Regions from separate parts of the Danio rerio genome. Here region 2 is linked to region 1. Evidence: chromatin contacts called from public Micro-C data. All regions are on one chromosome and are shown on one strand. The core of a region is the stretch at or near the end of the contact, and the rest is flanking DNA. Distances in the headings are between cores, read along the strand shown.

Evidence for each region. Hi-C and Micro-C count contacts between places; a contact is called where the count stands out from the background.
Region 2: a contact with region 1 is called in a Micro-C map of caudal fin, with 2.4 times the contacts expected there. The contact joins the enhancer-like site here to the promoter of fibpa in region 1. A contact is called at or near these places in 2 of 18 Hi-C or Micro-C datasets (caudal fin and an unstated tissue).

The regions. Positions count from the first base shown.
Region 1 is chr14:35,228,117-35,233,410 of GRCz12tu, forward strand. It overlaps fibpa (fibroblast growth factor (acidic) intracellular binding protein a), which reads right to left and starts at 2,029. Exons shown (of 11, transcript NM_200409.1): 1 at 1,874-2,029; 2 at 1,504-1,610. The coding sequence starts at 1,588.
Region 2 is chr14:35,356,403-35,361,696 of GRCz12tu, forward strand. It overlaps a transcript of ubl3b not described here. Among named protein-coding and RNA genes, the nearest start is that of ubl3b, 24 kb to the right of the region's middle. Within about 2 kb of position 2,134, at least 14 of the 62 cell types and tissues checked have an H3K27ac peak or open chromatin away from gene starts, as enhancers often do. A contact at or near this core is called in caudal fin, where this site is marked.

The DNA of each region.
Region 1 (5,294 bases), core at 779-3,278:
AGTGACTGTTTTTATTTATTTATTTATTTTATCTGATTCATTCACAACATTTCATTGAAACATTTAGTTTCAGTTTGCTTTTTGTAGCTCAACAGTTATGTTAAATTAGAAATGACAATCTCTGTTAAAAGCATTCTCCACAAAATTCCAACATTCTCCCTCTCTTATCAGATGGGATAGAGGGCCAAATAGTTTAGGCATCTCTGGTATATTGTATATTTTATTGTAAATTGTTGTGTAAATGTTTGTTGGACCAAGTTTGTAAGTCAATGTGTATGAATGTTTAAAAAAAAACAATAGAGAAAGTTATTTTAAAAAAGAATAAGTCCATTGTTTACATATATACTGTGCATCTGTTGCTGAATCAAGGTGGAACATTATTTGACCCATATTTTGAAATTGTATCATCACAAAATGTACTTGGAACACTAAATTGGACAATTTAATTGCATTTAATACCCTTTCTGTGAATAGAAAATCTTAGTAAATAAAATTTATTGTGGACATCAAAATAGGACATTTTTTCTCATTATACAGTTAAAAAATACAATTAATATTGTCATGTTTTGAGTTTTTTTATTTAACAGGACAGGGTATTGCAGCATCTTTAACATAAAACACTATGAATTAAGTTATATAATAAAACTATTTCAGAGCATGAGAAATAGAGGAGAGTTCCTGATGTTTAGTTTTACTCCTGGGTACAGCAAATGTCTTATTTCGCCGAATAAGATAGGATAACACTGGAGCGTTAGGCAGGAAACAATGCAGTAGTGAAATCGGAATACCTACAGTTGCAATCAGAATTATTAAACCCCCTTTAAAAAAAACTTTTTCTTTTTTAAATATTTCCCAAATTATGTTATGAGCAAGGAAATTTTCACAGTATGATAATATATTTTCTTCTGGAGAAAGACTTATTTGTTTTATTTCGGCTAGATTAAAAGCAGTTTTTAAATGTTTAATAACCATTTTAAGGTCAATATTAATAGCCAATTTAAGCTTTTTCTTTTCTAGTATCTAGTAAAATATTGTGTGCTGTCATCATAGCAAAGATAAAATAAATCAGTTAATAAAAATAAATTATTAAAACTATTATGTTTAGAAATGTGTTGAAAAAAATCTTCTCTCCGTTAAATAGAAATTAGGTGAAAAAACAAACAGGAGGGCTAATAATTCAGGTGGTTTAATAATTTTGGATGCAACTGTTTTATCTGACAGCATCGGTTTTGGGTTCTCCTCAAAGACCTTTAGGTAGCCTGCCCCAGACTCGACTGACATACTCAAGAACTTGCCCTATAAAAGTCAAGGACACTGAAACTAATGATGCTCATATGTGTTTTATATTACAAAGAACTTAAAATGTGTCTTCGAAATTTCAAATTTCATTACTGTTTCATGATAACTTTCCAGTTGTCTCTTTTTTCTGTCAGAACTGTATTTAAAATAGATTTCCAAACAGGTTTTATGGTGAATATGATCTCATACACAACAATACTCTACCTGTATATCCATTCAGCCACAGTTGATACACTTCTTTGTCCATAATGGTGGTGTTTCCAACAAAAACATCCAGCTCCACAGACATCTTGACATGGGCACTATGAACGCTGTACAACGAAGTCACATGGTCACAGTTGGGTAATAATAAACAAATGCGTTCAACATTCACAGTGAACTATTAAGTTACAAGGCCAAGCAGATATTCAGAGGTTCTTTCTTTAGAACTAAAGTCAAAGAAACAAGACTTACAGTAATAATTACATACTCAGAGCTTAAACTACGGGGCCATTTGACCAATTCATAGCACACCACACACATCTCATACATGCTACAGAATTCTGGATTTTCGAAATATCCTCAGTGGACTTACCGGACACAAGCGAATGAGCAGGTTTGAATCACATTCAGATGTCACAACATTAAGTTAGCTCTTGTTTTGAATCCAGCGGCTGCTCACTCGAAAACATAAGCTTGTCGGATAGGTAAGTTAAGCTTGCATACTGTTGGTCAAGCAGTACTAACTAGCATGTAAGTTAAATGGCTGCCATGGAATAACTGTCTAATATAGCGGCTACGCTTCATCCATAGCAACAACAATCTGTCGCGACTACTTCCGGGTGTGCGCCGTATTCGTATTACGTAACATTTACGTGACTCGATGTGTTTTGCTGTGGTTTCAGGCATAGATATATACACTAAATATTGCATAGGGACCCTGAGCATGCGTCAATAGCGCCGCCACAGTGGTACAGTGCTCCCAGGACAAATGTCATTCAACCGCACTAGTCAAGACATTACGTGAAGATGCGGGACTTTAGCGCTGTCTACGGGTGTAGTAACGAGCAAACAAAGAAAACAAAGCACAAAGGCAAAACATTTTATAGGTAATATTAAGTATTTTTCTGTTTTTGTATGTTCTGAACTTTTGTGCTAATCAGGTAACGTTATTGATGATAACAGTAACTTACTGCATTCACCATACGGCAAAGCAGCTCCAACTCCCACTAAACACTCGGCTTATGCTAGTTTTGTTGAATAAAATCAGCAAACAATGCAAAAGAAATATGACAACGAGATGCTGCGCTGCCGGAAACTGTATTATTGTCGGCTAACGTTAGTGAAAGAGCCGTTTGGGGGATTCATTCACAAACAAATCGCTCCCTCCGTCATTATGAGAAGTGAAAGCAGGAGAGGAGCTGTTTTTCAGGACATAATTAGATCAAATTTAACAGGCAGGGTGGATAGTACATTTCTGTACACACAAACACAAGCTTTTTTTGTCAGGAATGCACGTGCGGTCACCGATCCATCAATGTAGAAAAGTGATGTAAAATTATAATTTTCGTAATTAGGAAAAAAAAAATTACATACGAACATCCAGGAAAACTCCCGATCATAGATATATGTGTATATGTGTATATCTCTGGCTGTGGATGGCCACAGTCCTTCACAGTACCTTGGTCCCGCATTTATGTCAAAGGAGCGCTACCCTGTAGCAAGATGGCGGCGCTATTGACACATTCCGTCCAATAGACAACAATAGGCCAGGCGACATCTAATGTATATATCTATGGTTTCAGGTACCAAGTGTTCTGGTAATTTTATCTTTAACGTTATGTTAATGGATGTTTTATACTGAACCAAATGGATGCCAATATTCAATATTCGTGACGCCATTTTGGATTTATAAATTCGATTGATCTTCGTGTGTGTGTGGGGGGGGGGTTAAATTATATTGATTAAAGCAAAATGTTTTTAAATAATAGTTTATTTAATCTAATAAAAAGTAAGAGTATCATATTTAATCAAATAATGTCATATACGTTAAATGGTTTAAAAAGAAAATATGGATGCTATGTAATTTATAAGAATTTTTTTTTTTTTTTAGCTGTGTTTACATGGGATGTGTGGATTATAAAAAGGATCCATCATGGTGAGAGAGCAGAAGCCTCCTGATGAAACTCCAGGAAGAGGTAACCTAGAAACGGGATGACATCACAATCCTGCCCAATCACTAGAGTGTGTCCTTGTGCCAATTATAAGTAGGGAAGCATACTGTAAATCGTTAAATTAAGCTACTTACATTCACATTACACACCACTGCAGATGTTTAAATGTATTTTATGGATTGCACATTGACGAACATACAAAAATAGCCACTTTAAGAAGATTTTAAATGATGCAGAATGACATTACATTTATATGTGAAACAAAAAGAGCTGTAAAAAGGTCAAATGTACTTGATCTACTTTTATGTAATGCCCTATTGACAGCACACACTTATATCTGAGAGTCTAAATATAACAAAGAGTAGTTTTTTGTACTTTCTCTGCTGGCTTAAAATCTTGTGGTAATATAAAATTTACATATTAATATAGCAGCTTTTTCCCCTCAAAGTGACTTATAATACAGGAATAACATGTGACCAATACAAAGTATCTAACATTGTCTGCAGGCTACAACACTGAAGAATTTACAGGGTTCATATGGTCATGGAAAACAGAAAAAGGTTTTGGAAAAAAAGAGCTTGTGCTTGCAAAATTCTGTCGTAGGGCGCTGCGAAAAGGGGCGGGGTTAAACAATATGATTAGACAAAAGTAAGTGATTGCTCCATATTTTAAATTTCTTATTTTAAATTATCTTCTATCTCATGCAATCACTTGATGTGATTGTGGTTTTGCAGGTTAGATTTCACCAAGCTTAAACTTTCGAATGCAGTGAAATGCATACGTGTCGCACGTGCTTTGTAATAGAAGCAGTTTTACCTACTATTACTATTTTACAAACTATTAAGGTTATCTCAAATTAGTTTGACAAATATCTGTATGTTGAAATGGAGGTTAGTTGTTTTTACTTCTTTTCTTTTTTTGGCCAAAAACATGCTCTTGCATTATTAGTGCTGTGTAAGCGTCGTCTATTTTACATAGATATAAAAATTAATTGAAACTATTGCATGTTTTATGATATGCTGTAATAAATTTAAACATTTCTTATGATTTACCATGTATATGTAGACATTACATGAAACATTAGGTCATGAAATTTGACTTGAAAGTTCTGGAAAAGTCATGGAACTTTAGTGGTAAAAGTGTGCATGAACCCTGAATTTAAAATAAAAATAATAAAAGCAGAAAATTATTTAAATTATAATTGACCTCAGTTTCCCAGAAATGGGTTGCGGCTGGAAGGGCATCCGCTGTGTAAAAATATGCTGGATAAGTTGAAGGTTCATTCTGCTGTGGCGACCCCGGATTAATAAAGGGACTAAGCCGACAAGAAAATGAATGAATAAATAGAGGACATCAGTGTTTACAAGAGTCACGTTATTTCAGGCTTGAAAATTAGATTGGCATAATGAATGATTGGGCTATGGACACAAGAACCTGAAAAAAAAAATCTGTTTGGCGTAGCAGACTATACTCAAACAACCAAAAAGCAGAGATCTCTGATAATAATGCACAAAACTACATCAACAGTCTTCTATGTGACAAGCAGTTTACTGAGAAAAGCCAGAGAACAGCGGAAGCAGGAGATGAAGTAATGATGATGAGCAAAGTTTATTGAATTACACTAGCTGAATATGTTTTGATCTTCATCTAACCAACACAAACACAAAAAGTGTTTATACCACAAGCAATAGCAATGGAAAATTACTTCTTCACAACAAATCCTTGAAATGGAGACAACCTCTTACTCTTGAAAAATATTCATTGAAGCTATTTAATTGTATGGTTGTTAGAATAAGGAAGGAAGGAAAATATTAAAAATCCAAAATATGAAAATTAATGAAA
Region 2 (5,294 bases), core at 884-3,383, 130 kb after region 1:
GACCACCATCCATTGGTCAATGATCACCTCTTTGACCAAGGTCCTTCTCCGCCGATCACTCAGCTTAGATGGTTGGCCAGCTCTAGGAAAAGTCCTGGTGGTTCCAAACAACTTTCACTTGTGCCTTGAGACAATCCTGTCTCAAAGGTCTACAGACAATTTCTTTGTCTTCATGCTTAGTTTGTGCTTTGACATGCACTGTCAACCCTGGGACCTTATATAGACAGGTTTATGCCTTTTCAAATCATGTTCAGTCAACCGAATTTACCACAGGTGAACTCCAATTAAGCTGCTGAAACATTTCAAGAATGATCAGTGGAAACAAAATGTACCTGAGCTCAATTTAGGGCTTCACGGCAAAGGCTATAAATACTTATGTACATGTGATTTTTCAGGTGTTTTATTTTTAATAAATTTGTAACAATTAAAAAAAATTTTTTTCACTTTCACTTGTCATCATGAGGTATTGTGTGTAGAATTTTGACAACGTATTGTGTCTTGATTTAAGAAGTCTTTACAGTAGTATTTAAGGTGGATCAGAACTGTCAAAGTAGCCGAGTTAAAACTATTGAACAACACACATTCTTGCCATAGTAAAATTTAGGACAACTTTAAATGTTGACCAATCACATCACCTGCTTATTTTCATCAATGCCACTATATCTCTAGCACAAAACAAATTTGTAGTTGTCATATCATGATATATATAAAGCTCCTTGGAAAAACAGGTTAAACTGGGGGTCAAACAGATCACACCAAGTTCACTGACCAGCACATAGTTGTGTTTGACCCCTAAAACCAAACAGAAGGATGAAGAGAGAGGTTTAAGTTGTGAGGCAGCTGCTCTCACCATTTCTTTCCGATCCCCCACGAGACTTGCTGCTAAACCATTAGTGGTGCTTTGTGTTTAGGTGAACCCTGGACCCGATCCATCCCTTCACACATAACAAGCAACAGAGGGCTGAACTCACGCAGGTTAAGTATATTATTACAGCCAAAGCCTCGAAGATTGACGGGATTCAGACTGACTGTAAAGTGGTGCTGTTCACAATTAGGGCTAGGCAAAAAAATAACCAGTGGCTAAAGTTAATAAACAAACGTGTAAAAATGTTTTAGCGGCTTGTGAAAAATCAAATGAAGTGATTTCAGCTGGAGGTTGGGTGGCCAAAAATGAAAGATAAGCACATATAGTCCAAAAGTTTGGTTCTGTAAGAATTTTAGTAGCTCTTGAAAGAAAGAAAACATAATGGCTTCCACATATTAAGCAGTAGCTGCAGTACAGTAAGTTTTTACATTAAAAATAATAATGTTTCATGAGCATCAAATGAGAATGTTCGATGAAGAGTTTCTAAAGGACTTTTACCACCACAGAGTTAAATTAGCTTTGCACAGGAACACACTTTTGTTTGCACAGACACTAGTCAGTGTTTGAAACTAATGGAACAAAAGAACAGGAAGGAAGGAAGGAAGAAAGAGAAACAAAATAATAAACCATTTTTATTTGTACTATTTTAACGCATTGTTCGCATTTTTATACTAAAATCAACTTGTTTACTAGGCCTTTAGTAGGTACATGTCTTAGCTAATATAACATGTTTAGTAGGTTATAGTTTTATTTAGGTTATGTATAGTTGTTGCTCGCATGCTTTTATATGCTAATTAGCACATTACTAGCATGTTTCTGTTAGGAGGCAGTATAAGCTAAAATGAATAATATAGAAGGGTAATATACTGCTTTAATTGCATTTTTTTTTTTCAAAATGTAGCTCGGTGAACCCTAGAGAATATAAAAAAGGTTTCTTAATAACGTTACTATCTTTTAAAAGGTTTAAATATTACGAGTAAGTTGTTAATTGTATATTCAGCAGATATAAGCACCTAGTCGTTCATTCTGTGTCTCGTAACTCATCTTTATTATGATTGCGTGGCACAGTGCGATAAAAAACAGGCCCAAACCACACGAACAGTTCACTATAAAGCCATTAAGAGTCCGTGTGCTGGAGTGCAAGATCTGGACATTTCTTCTTCCTTCAGTTCCCTGCCAACGTCAACTGGAAAGCTGGACATGCCTCAACAATAAGTCATGAAAGCACTGTTCAAAAACAGAAGGAAATTTTTATTAAACGAGAAAAGGTCTATAATAAATCAGGGCTCATTGCGACTGTTAAAAAGAGGAAAGCAGTGTTAAGGGTCACGCTACTGAACCTGCTGTTCAACGGAAACTGATGGTCATGATTATAAAAAGTATATTTGAATTTCAGGGTGCATGCAATCATGAAAACAATGGTATGTAGTAATAATAATGTATATGCTGGCGTATTATTTAATCAGTATTTGAGAAACTACTGCTGCTTTCCTTAACAAACGGGGTAGTTGGTGATCAGTGAAGCCTACAAATGAAAGGGAAGCACACAGTGCAGGATCGCGTCACAGAAGAACCCGTCAGAGCACTGGAGCCCCGTCGCCATCTAAAGGCAGAACCACGACACTACACAAACAAAAGAGCTGCTGATTATTTTAAGAAAGCCTCGACGTGACAAAATCTCTTATTTATTTTCGTCTTAGTGAACGACACAAGAAACAAAGTGCATCATATCTTATAGCCTACTATGCTAGAAGATACAATAGCTCAGTAGCAAGGGTCAATGACGAAAAGGGTTTAAAAAAGAAGCTTTCTAGTACATTTGACGGTGATTTACACCATAACTTACAGAGAATATCCACTAAAATGTCGTTCAAAGTGCCAACAAATTATAACCCAAATAGTCAGGCACATTTAACCAGATCACTTGATGACGTAAAGGGCGGGTCAATAACCCTATTCCTGGAGAGCTACCTTCCTGCAGAACTCAGGTCAAACAACCCTGATCAAACACACCTGAACCATTTATCAGCTCTTGATAATTACTGACAGGTGTGTTTGGTCAAGTTTGCAACGGAAATCTGCAAGAAACTCACCGGCCACTTTGTTAGGTACAACTAGTACCATATTGGACCCCATTTTGCCTTCAGAACTGCTTTAATTCTTCGTGGCATAAATTCAATAAGGTACTGGAAATACTCCTCAGAAATTTTAGTCTATATTAACATGATATAATCACGCAGATTTACTGCAGATGCAGATACTGCAGGTTTGTCCTGCTGGAAGTGGCTATCAGAAGATGGGTACACTGAGGTCATAAAGGGATGGACATGGTGAGCAGTATTAATCAGGTAGGCTGTGGCATTGACACAATTCTCAATTGGTACTAATGGGCCCAAAGTGTAGCAATAAAATATCCCCCACTCCATCACACCACCACCACCAACCAGCAAGGCAGGATGAATCCATACTTTCATGTTGCTGACACCAAAATCTGACCCTACCATCTGAATGTCGCAGCAGAAATAGAGACTCGTAAGAGCAGGCAGCGTTTTTCCAATGTTTGATTGTCCAATTTTGGTGAGCCTTCGACGTGTTGTGCATTCAGAGATGCTCTTCTCCATATCTCGATTATAATGAGTGGTTATTTGAGTTACTGTCGCCTTTCTATCAGCTTGAACCAGCCTGGTCATTCTCCTCTGACATCAAGGCATTTGGGCCAACAGAACTGTCATTCATTGGATATTTTCTCTATTTCTGACCATTCCATGTAAATCCCAGACATTGTTGTGCGTGAAAATCCTAGCAGATCAGCAGTTTCTGAAATACTCAGACCAACCCATCGGACACCAACAACCATGCCACCTTCAAAGTCACTTAAATCACCTTTCTTCTCCATTCTGATGCTCGGTTTGAACAGCAGAAGATCATCTTCACCATGTCTACATGCATAACTGCATTAAGTTGCTGCCATGTGATTGGCTGATTAGAATTTTGCGTTAATGAGCAGTTATTCAGGTGCACCTAATAACGTGTCCGGTGAGTGTATAGTTTGAATTTTATCATTAGTCTCGAGCAGTGGTGCCCAACCTGAAGGCACACCAACAGAACATTTTCCTACTATTCAAACACATCTGAATCAAGTCCTCAGAACATTAGAAGAAAGCTGACATGAGTAGATCAGATAAGGGAGACATGCAAATTATGTACTGTTGGTGTGCCTTCAGGAACAGGTTTGGGAAACACTGATCTAGAATAGGGGTGCTCAAACTTGGTCCTGGAGGGCCGGTGTCCTACATATTTTAAATCCAACTCCAAACAAACACACTTGAGCCAGCTAATCAAGCTCCTTCTAGATATACAAGAAACTTCCAGGCAGGTGTGTTAAAGCAAACTGAAGCTAAAATCTGCAGGACAACAGCCCTTAAGGACCAAGTTTGGCCACACCTAGAGTAAAACATCATACAGTAAGTACAAAGTCTTTACGGTTCATTAAATTAAATTACTAAACAACTTTAAAAGACGCAGGAACACCAAATTATTATTTGAAATGTTTTTATTAATTTATAATACAAGATTTAGGGATTTATTTTTTATTTTCTTTACATTTAATCATTTGTAGCTCATCTTCATAGCAGTGACAATGATAAACACTCTTGCAATAATTGGCCAATCAAAAAAGACTGGAGACAGTTAATGTGGGCACTCTTTCCACAACAACTGCACTATCTTTCAAAAACAAAAGCCTCATCCACTCAATCACACACACACACACACACACACACACACACGCGCGCACGCACGCACGCACACACACACACACACACACACACACACCTGATGTGTACTAATAAAAACTCAACTGTACTCAGACAAGATAAAAAGGACTCCATTATTACTCCATTATTAATAATATTAATTTCCCACAATCAAAAGGCAAACAAAAGAGACGGCATACAAACATTAGGAAATAAAACACTCCATTTTTTTCTTCCAGCCCAGCGGGAGGCCATTAAGTGGCGGCCTTTTCCCGTCTTTTACCTTCACAGCCAAGCAGGGGGTCCATGAATCCTTAACTGCTTACAATGCAGGCTTTTACCAGACCAGCCCTTTGGCTCCAGACAGAGGCTTTCAGATGATTTCCTAATTCTCTGTGTCCCTCAGGACTCACGTTAGACAAGCATGGGAGAGCATACAGATGATACATCCTGACTGGGCAAGAAGAAGAAGAGTTTGTGTCACTTCACGTCAAGCACAAAATGGCCAACCTTCCCTCATGCTTCTTCAGCGGAGACGAGGAAAACCCAAAAAAGCTATTCAAGTAGACACAGAGGGGGTGAATGGTGTTCGAAGGCGGCTGGTACACACCCGGGGTGAGGAAACACTAGACAGGGGTCATGCACAACTGGTCAGTAAGAGCAGTCCGGCAAAT